Regions from separate parts of the Mus musculus genome. Here all the other regions are linked to region 3. A link is a contact called in public HiChIP or PLAC-seq and promoter capture Hi-C data. All regions are on one chromosome and are shown on one strand. Each heading gives the region's core, a stretch centred on a gene start, on an enhancer-like site or on the middle of the called end of the contact. The rest is flanking DNA. Distances are from core to core; before and after follow the strand shown.

Region 1 (2,700 bases), core at 185-2,684, 530 kb before region 3:
GTGCAGTTCTGACGGCACAGCCTAGAAGCCCCACAGTGTCCACCACACACCAGCAGCTGAGAAAAGGGCAGAGTGTCCCCAGCCTGACAGCCTGTACCAACTATTTGCCTGGAGACAATCACAGTAACCGAGCCACCTGGAAGGCAGGAAATGGAGCTGGGAAAGAAAATAAGCTCTTTTTCAAAAAAGTATTTAAAAGGAAGTGGCCAAGTAATGCTCCAGGCCCCATATGAGCTGTACTCTTTGAGACTTCATCTGTTTTCCTGGTGTTGTTGATTCAGTGTCACATAGTAGGCACTCTTGTCACACAGTAGCACTTTAGGAAAGATCTGTGGATAAACTCCTAAGGACAAATTATAGCCACACACCTTAAGGGGCGTATGGCTCCTCCAGAAGGCCTTCTCCAAGGCAGGATTTGATTCTCTGGGCCTGTGGTGGGTCTTAAAAGTCTGCACTTCAGGTATATTTCCGTGATCATTTTATGCAAACTTCTGAGCCCTGTCTACCCTGTGTAGTTCAAGTCCAGGTTTTGCAGGGCACATACCATAGGCACGTGGGGGGCAGAGCTTGGCCACAGGGATGGCTCCCGTCCTAGAGACAGATTTGAGTGCACCAGGGTCCTGGGTATTAAGAGAAAAGGGGAGACTGAGGTCTAATCCCCAGTCCCAGCTTTTCCGGTTTGGATTTTCTTTCTCTTCTATGACACAGTCTTACTAATGAAGGTTGTAAGCCACTTGGAATCAAGTAGTTGCCCTGGGGTCCAGAGTTACTACAAATGAGCAGTTAACTGGGGTTCTGGCTCTTTGCCAGTTTTTCTTGCTGTCCCTCCCAGCAGTGCATTATGCAAAGGTCCTTAGAGAGCTCCAGGCTGCCAGTGCTGGGGACTGTCCTATGGCAGTCCCTCCAGCTTGCTCCTCCCTCCTTCCTTATCTGCATGTTCTCAGACTTCACCCCTGCAGCAAATCACTTTCTTTTCCTCAGGAGAAGTCTGTCCCTTGGTGGGTGTGGTTCTTTTTAGGGGCTAGGGGCCAGAAAAAGGCAGGAAGCTTGCCCCCCGCCCCCCCCCCCCTCCGCGCAGTTGGTGTTCTGGCAACTTCCCTTCCAGAAGCTTTGTGAGCAAATCTGAGCTCAGGCGCCTGATGTGGTTGACCTCTGGGGCGGGCTTTAAAAGCTGCCATGATTTTGTTGAGTCTCATCTGGTTCGATTTGGAAAGATTTATCCCAGAATGATTTGAGTACCTTCCGATGCCTCCTTCCAATGAAGGAATCGCTTGGCCATTGAGAAAATGTACTACCCGCTCTTCGAAGGCATTTGTGTCTAAGAGCTAAAGACCAGAAGACGCAGTGTACTTCAAAGGCAGGGTTGCAGCTCTGGTGATCTGCTGTACCCTGTGTTTCAGCTGCTTCCGCTGCCCGAGGGGAAGCTCGCCTTCTACAGGGGAAGCTCGCCGTCTATAGACACAGTCCTCCTGCACAGGGTCCCATGGAGGCCCCACAGGAGTACAAGGAAGCTCTCTAAAGCCAAGAGGTTTGCAGCATCTGACTGTGTGACGTGGCTTGGAGACAAACCAGAGCCACATCAAAAGCTCGGGGACCCAAGGCCAGAACTACACATTGACAAGAGTAAACAAACAGACCAGCCTTCAGAGTTATACCACCCTAGCTTCCCACGGGAGGCTGCCTCTCCAGTCTATGCAGTTTTTACTTCCATCTCTTCTGCTTTTCGGCCTCAAGAAAGTTATTTATGAATTTGTCTTCACTCCCTAAGTTACACATTTCTTCAAGACTCTGTTGGCCCTGTTCAACTTAGGAAGCCTTGCGCATGGGCTGGGATGTGTGTGTGTGTGTATACATACATACATACACACACACACATATATATATATATATATAGTTGTTGTTTGTTTTCTTTTCTATCCAACTTGACACAGACTTAGACATGCCTAGCAAGAAGGAATCTCAATTGAGGAACTATATCCATCAGATTAGTCTGTGGACATGTGCGGAGCACTTTCTTGTTAATTAATATAGGAAGGCCCAGCCCACCAGGGCAAGTGGACCCTGACTGAGAAAGTCAGGAAGCAGAGTTCCTCTGAGGAGACTTGGAGGTAAGTGTGATGGCACTTGGTGTGGACAATCTCTAGCTGACCCTTCAGATGAGGACTGACTGATTCCTCAACCACAACCTGGTGGAAGACAGAAAGAAGCAGGCTACTGTAAGTTCCTGCTTCCTGACTTGTAGAAACTGTGAAGAAGGAAATAGTTGTTCTAAGTCACTGGATTTTAGGATAAATTTTTACATAGCTGCAGAAGAGTAACACATACCTAGTGATTCTTACTGATGGGATGGGATACCCAGACTGCAGCCAGCCAGCTCCTCTCTATGATTTTCCTGGTCCGATGTTCTCTACTGAATCCCCAAGACTTCCTGTCTTCTTGTTACCAGCACTTAGATACATGCTGTATGGGTTCCCTGCATTTTAAAGTAAGTTAGGATTTAGATACTGATAAAGGAAATAGATTTATTTATAGTTCAGTAGAGAAGAGCCAAGCCTAACTTCCTCCCCACAGTGCCTGAGGCTACCTTATTATTTATTAGAGCCCAAGACCAGGGCTAGAGCATATTTAAATTATACTGTGAGACAGGCTTATCAGTCCTTTTCGGCGGCATGGGGACCTGGGCCCCAGTTACCTTTAAAG
Region 2 (2,700 bases), core at 101-2,600, 600 kb before region 3:
CCTTCCAGTCCCCATGGCCACCAGCCCTGTGTAAGGTTCTGTTTCTCAGCTGCCCTTGACAGCACTAGTTTCTTGCATTTACTTTGCATTTTTCTGATGGCTAAGGAAGTTGAGCACTTTTCTAAGTGTTTGTCTTATTTTGGTAAATGTCTATTCCATTAATTTGTCCATTACTGATTGATTTGGGGTGTGTGGATTTTGGTTTTTTTTTTGTTTTTTTTTTTTTTTGGTGTTTTCAGTTTGGGATACTTTATAACTTCAAGATCCTAATTTCCTGTCAGATACAGACAGGGCTGTTAAGACTTTCTACCCTGAACACTGTCACTGTCACTGTTGTTGTTGTTGTGCACCAGGTTCTGAATTTTGTGTAGTCCCATTTGTTGATTCTTGGGATTATTTCCTGAGCTACTGCTGTTATTTTCAGAAATTCCTGGCCCATGCCTCTATCCTGAAGCTTCCTTCCCTCTAGAATTTCTAGAGTCTTACTTTAAGGTCTGATCCACTTTTATTCAGAGTGAGACTTTATTTCCAAATGCTGAGGAAGGAGATCCAGTTTGTCCCGTGCCATTTGTTGCAGAGGCTGACTGACCCTTTCTCAGTGGATGCCTTTGTCACCGTCAAGCTTTAGGGCCTGTGATTGTCTCTGTAAACACTCTGTGACTAAGTTTGGCTTCACATTTGCTTTATTAATTATCTGCGTAGTGGTGCCAGCCTGGTTGTAACGTCTTCCATTTGTTTGGTAAATGACTTTGACTCTCGAGTCTCTGAGTGTCGCTGAAGCATGTTACCCAGGAGATAGCTGGGTCTTGTTTATTATCTATTAGCTAGTCTATGTCTTTTAATTGGAGAGATAACAAAATTTGCATTTGGTGAGTGAGAGAGGTTTGCTAATTCCTAAAAACTTTTGGTTATTTTTCTAGTTTGTTGGATTATTGTGTATTGCTTTATCTCTTCCCAGCTAGTAGTGGTGGTTTTGAGGGCTTACATTTTGAGTGTGATAGATTTCTTCCCAGGTCTTCTCTCTTCACTCTCTTCATCTTTTCCTCACATGAAACTGGTATCCTCTGCTCTCTTGATCTCTTTCCTGTGCATGGTGTTCCTCTAGGTGTTCTTTTTCTTTTTCCTTTTTTTGCAGTGTTAATGTGATTTTTCCTTGGAACATGAACATTTGTGTATTTACCTCAGATAGGGCATTGGTGATGGGAGCTGGGGGAGAGTTCAACCTGGTAAGCCATTGGTTTATCTGTAACCCAGTGGGTGAGAGGTTATTTGCAGGAGCTCCACTGAGTCAAAGGCAGTTGATTCACAAAGCAGCGTGGGAGACCGCGTATAAGCTTACAGGCCGGGCGCTTCCTGCTCCACTGGGGGACTTCCCCTGCAGGGTCCTCTGCTTTTACAGCCTTGTGCAGGGAGGGAGGGCTCTCAGGATTGTAAATCTTCAGATTGATGGAGCCTGGGAAAGTTGATTAGCATCTTGATCCTTATAAGTTCCCTAAGTCATAGGAGCCCCCAGTCTCCTTTTCTCTGCAGGAGAGAAGCATTCAGTTCTGTGAAAATAGCAACACTACAGCTGGGTGGTGACAGTGTTGCTTTACTTCATGCTGGTTTTGGAATGTAATTATGTCCTGGTCATTTTGAAAGATTACTTTGCTGGATCTAGAAATCTGGTTAGCAGTAAAATGTATGCTTTCCTGACTGTTAGGGATTTCTTGGGGGCAGTTTGGTGTTTGCTCTTGTGGGTTGGTGTTTGTCTCCTGTAACAGTAAATAACAATCTTGTTTTACACTGCCTGCGTTGATTTGCCATTATAAATACCTCTTTGTTCTGGCATGCTCATTTTGTTAGGTTTGGGAAGTTTTCTACAATTTTATTGAATAGATTCTCTAGGCCTTTACATTTCATTAACCTCTCCTGCATGGATTCTTAAGTTTGGCATCTTGATTCATAGCTCCATGTTCTTGGAAGTTGTTATTAGATTTCACAGTGGGACAAATGGCTGAGGTGCTCATTAACATATCAAAGTGGACCTGACCCCTAGGTTCTCCTTGCATCCCTCATTCCTTACCTGTTACAGTCCTCCTGGCTGCCACAGCCCTCCCTCTACCATGAACTCTCCAGCCTTGGGAGCTAGGCTGCTCTTTCCTGTATAACCCAACCTTTTGGATTACTGGACCTCTTTGTACCTCTGGCCTCCTGGCTGCTGCACCTTCTTTTGCTCTTTCCCCTCTCCTTTCTCTTGCCCCCTCTTCACATGGCCCACCTCAGTCTGGTCATGTTCCCTCTGCACTCTCCCAGACATCCTGCCTCTGTTTATGCTCTCCCACATACCTATAATAAACTATCTTATCTCCTCCACCATACCTAGGAACAGTCATGTTCTTTCCTTTTTATTTCTTTTTTTATTCAGTTGTCAGGATCATTTATTTACTTTCTCTCCTTTCAGTGTTTGAATGTAGTTTTTCCTGTCCTAGTAACTGGCTCTCTTGAAGTTCTGTGATCTCTGTGGTCTAGTCTAGTGTGATTTTTTTTTTCTGTTGGGCTTTTTTATTTGATTCCTGAGCTTTTTGTTTCCTCTATTTCTAAGCCTTCCCCTCCTGCCCAGTTTCCCTTCTGACTTTCTCTTCACTTTTCACCTGTGCTGCTGGCTCTCTGTTCCAGGCCCTGCACGGATTGATTATTATATTCTCCAGCTTCTAGCCT
Region 3 (2,878 bases), core at 350-2,849:
GTCTATTTAGGATCCATTTTTAGTGACCATGGCCCAGGAACACAAATTTTATGCTCCTACATGGAAGCAGTTTTAGTTTTACAGAACAGAGAAAATAATGAATCGAGACATGTAAAACACATCTGTGGGAATACCATAAAGGCAATTCAGGAAGATGGGGCAGGTTTTCTTACAGGTCTCATCTGATGACTTTCTTGTTTTTTAGGTTGGTAGAAGCTAGTATCAGCCAACAGATTTCATTCTTTTTAAAAATCTCTCATGGGATTTTAGTTCTGACACAAAGCTGACTAAGGAATGGCAGTTGGAGTACATAGGAGACTAAAACTAGACTAAGATAAGGTAGTTAAACTCTGGACCTGCAACATTCCAATTTTGCTACAGCACTAAAATTCTAATCAGTCTCTGCCACACCCGGCCCCCCACCCCCAGGAGTTTTCATTCACAACAGGTTCAAGCAAGGGGGAAAAAAAAAAAAACAGTACAAACTAGGGGTTAGAGATTACAAAGTTCCATTCCTAACCAAAAGGCATGTACAACTGATAACTGATAATACTGGGAAAGGTAAAATCAATTTTCCCCTATGGAGTATCAACCACACTTCTGGGAAGGCCCCATGCCCAGAAGTAACTGGCCAACACAAAATTGTGTGTTTGTGAGTGTGTGTGCGAGCGTGCATGTTTTGTTACTTTTTTATGTTTGACTTTATTTAAATCTTTGACAGCAAGGACCTCTGAAATTCCTAAAAGCATCTACCAAAAGCTGAAGACATTCCTGGGAAACTCGGGAGCTTTGGGAAACTGTCTTTCAGCCGAAAGTGTTATGTATATTTAAAGGTGGACACTAATACTTTCTGCAATACAAGTTCATAGTCCTCACGATACAACTAAAATAAAAACAAAGCCCATGTACCAGGGTAAAGTACTGTCCAGCTACTTAAAAATGGGTTTGGATCAGACACAGCCAACGTGGGAAAGGGGCGGAGTTTTCCCCTGGCAGCGTTCAAACCCTCAACAAACGGTTCTGTGCAAAGCCACACCGCAGAATGCAGAGTGCCAATATCCTGACAAAAATAAAGGGTAAAGCTCAAATTAAGCGCTTTAAAAGTCCGTAATATAAGCCTTTCCAAATCCTTAGATGCCATTAGCTGTCACGGGTAGCCTCGAGTGGGTAACGATGCAAGGACTGACACTGGCTGGGAATCAATGGCGAGAAAGCAGCTCGAGACTACCTTGTACATCGCTAACGTTCCAGAGATTTCCAGAAACTGAATTTACAGCCAGAAACCAACTCCTGTGAGAGGGAAGCAACAAAACAGACAAAAACCTGCTAAGACACCAGTTTAATGTCCGCCCGGCGAGGCCTGCAAGCGATCAAAGATGGAGAAATCAGCACATGCCTCCCGCAACAACGCCCTCCTAGTACGCAAGCGCTCGCGCGCCCGCGCGGAGGCCCCGCCCCTCGCGTGCACGCCCAGACCAGGCGCGCGCAGCGGAAGTTACCGCCTCCAAGGCCCCTCCTGGCTCTTCCGCCACGAGGCCCCGCGTTCGCAGTCCGGTTCCGGTTGTAGCTCCGCCCCCGCGCGGGAACACGCTAGAAGGCTGGATATCCGGGCCAGGAGGCTCGCGGAGCCCTCACTTCCGGTGGTGTCTCAGCCCAGCTCCCTTGAGGCGCAGGTTCTGGCTCTCGGTGCGGTAGCGCCATCTGGCGCCGAGTGTTCCCCGGACTGCGGAGGGGCGCGCTTCCTCCCTTCAGAACATTCCAGAGACACCGCGGCGGCCGGGGTAGGCTTTATGCGCTCCGCCAGAAGGGCGGGACCCAAGACTCCTCCTCCACCGAGTTCCCGCGCGGGAAGGGTTTTGCGGTTACCCTGAGCGGAAATGGTTGGAGTCTGGAGCGGGAACGGACCTCACGCGGGAGGAAACCGGCCTTTTCCCGTCTTTTCAAGTCCTGGCGACACAGTTCCTGCCCCACTGGCTCTCCTTTTTTGTTTCCTCCTTTCTGGGCACTGTGCTTCGGTTCTTCACTCGGCGTGGACCGAGGTCCTCCATGTCCCGCTTTGCAGAGAGGAGGCTTTACTTTGTAGCCTTTCGTTAGCCTGTGTTGGAGAAAAGCTTTTGCTCCATTACGTCTGTTAAGCTGGGGTGTTGCGAAAACGAGCAGTATCGGGGATTAAACATTAGAAGAATGATAATAGGTTTTTAAAACAAGACAGTCTCACCAGGTTCATCTCAGAACTGTGAAATTAACGCTGTGGCTGTTATGCCGTATTTCCTTTAGATAAGGGAAAACGAGTTTCCACCAGAGCTAGAAAGTGAACATAACTTTCCTCTTAAAAGAATTCATGTTTAAAAAAGTCCAGATGTAATACACTTGGAGCACTGTTAGCTATTGTGAGTTATTGTGTATCAAGATGCACAGTGCGAGCCAGTGAGATGTCCCTTAGAAGTCAGAGATCTGCGGTCACTTGTCTCTGGACCTTTCTCCCCCACTACAGCAGTATTTTCCCTACCTGTGCATGCATTTGAGTTCAGAAGGCTTTTAAGAGGCCAGTTCACTAGAGTTTAGAACTGGGAGAGGTGATATGGAAGGAGAGCTAGGTGACTAAGGCCCACAGTTGGAATAGTTTAAAGAGTTCAGGAGAGCTCTTCGCTGTTATTGCTGTTTTGACACATTAACCCGACAGATTAGTAGCCTTTCTAGCAGGTGCCAAGGGAGCAAACTAAGCGCTAAAACCATAAAGTTTGTACAGTCACACATTCGGGAAGCAAGTTCATATAATATACTCTGTTGTAGAGGGTGCTGTAACACCAGGTATACAAAATTTCTCAATTATGTCATCTCTGTTCTTCAGAGTTTCTTGAAAATAGTAACTCAAAAA

The links. Promoter capture Hi-C pulls out the DNA fragments that hold promoters and counts their contacts. HiChIP or PLAC-seq counts read pairs in DNA pulled down with a chosen protein or histone mark.
Region 1: a promoter capture Hi-C map of stem cell-derived epiblast-like cells shows a contact between it and region 3, with 2.9 times the contacts expected there. The contact joins the enhancer-like site here to the promoter of 1700028E10Rik in region 3. A contact is called at or near these places in 9 of 39 promoter capture datasets (3T3-L1-derived adipocytes, the C10 cell line, cranial neural crest and 5 more), 4 of 484 Hi-C or Micro-C datasets (the HL-1 cell line, cortical neurons and uterus) and 12 of 115 datasets of contacts at active chromatin or transcription factors (T-cell acute lymphoblastic leukemia, bone marrow-derived macrophages, cardiomyocytes and 9 more).
Region 2: a contact with region 3 is called in an H3K27ac HiChIP or PLAC-seq map of stem cell-derived stembryo, with 7 times the contacts expected there. The contact joins the enhancer-like site here to the promoter of 1700028E10Rik in region 3. A contact is called at or near these places in 13 of 39 promoter capture datasets (the 3T3-L1 cell line, 3T3-L1-derived adipocytes, the C10 cell line and 9 more), 2 of 15 datasets of contacts at CTCF or cohesin (large pre-B cells and pro-B cells), 12 of 484 Hi-C or Micro-C datasets (the G1E-ER4 cell line, Th1 cells, cerebellar granule neurons and 8 more) and 14 of 115 datasets of contacts at active chromatin or transcription factors (the NIH/3T3 cell line, T-cell acute lymphoblastic leukemia, astrocytes and 11 more).

Annotation. Positions count from the first base shown.
Region 1 is chr5:150,839,332-150,842,031 of GRCm38.p6, forward strand. The region is part of intron 1 of Gm36447 (a long non-coding RNA gene); the gene reads left to right. Among named protein-coding and RNA genes, the nearest start is that of Gm36447, 26 kb to the left of the region's middle. Within about 2 kb of position 1,435, at least 117 of the 459 cell types and tissues checked have an H3K27ac peak or open chromatin away from gene starts, as enhancers often do. A contact at or near this core is called in embryonic limb bud, embryonic stem cells, fibro-adipogenic progenitors and 4 more, where this site is marked.
Region 2 is chr5:150,771,226-150,773,925 of GRCm38.p6, forward strand. All of the region lies in intron 19 of Pds5b (PDS5 cohesin associated factor B), which reads left to right. Among named protein-coding and RNA genes, the nearest start is that of Gm36447, 42 kb to the right of the region's middle. Within about 2 kb of position 1,351, at least 40 of the 459 cell types and tissues checked have an H3K27ac peak or open chromatin away from gene starts, as enhancers often do. A contact at or near this core is called in T-cell acute lymphoblastic leukemia, Th1 cells, nephron progenitors and 3 more, where this site is marked.
Region 3 is chr5:151,367,076-151,369,953 of GRCm38.p6, forward strand. 1700028E10Rik (RIKEN cDNA 1700028E10 gene) reads left to right here and starts at 1,600. Exons shown (of 4, transcript NR_045700.1): 1 at 1,600-1,781. It also overlaps a transcript of Stard13 not described here.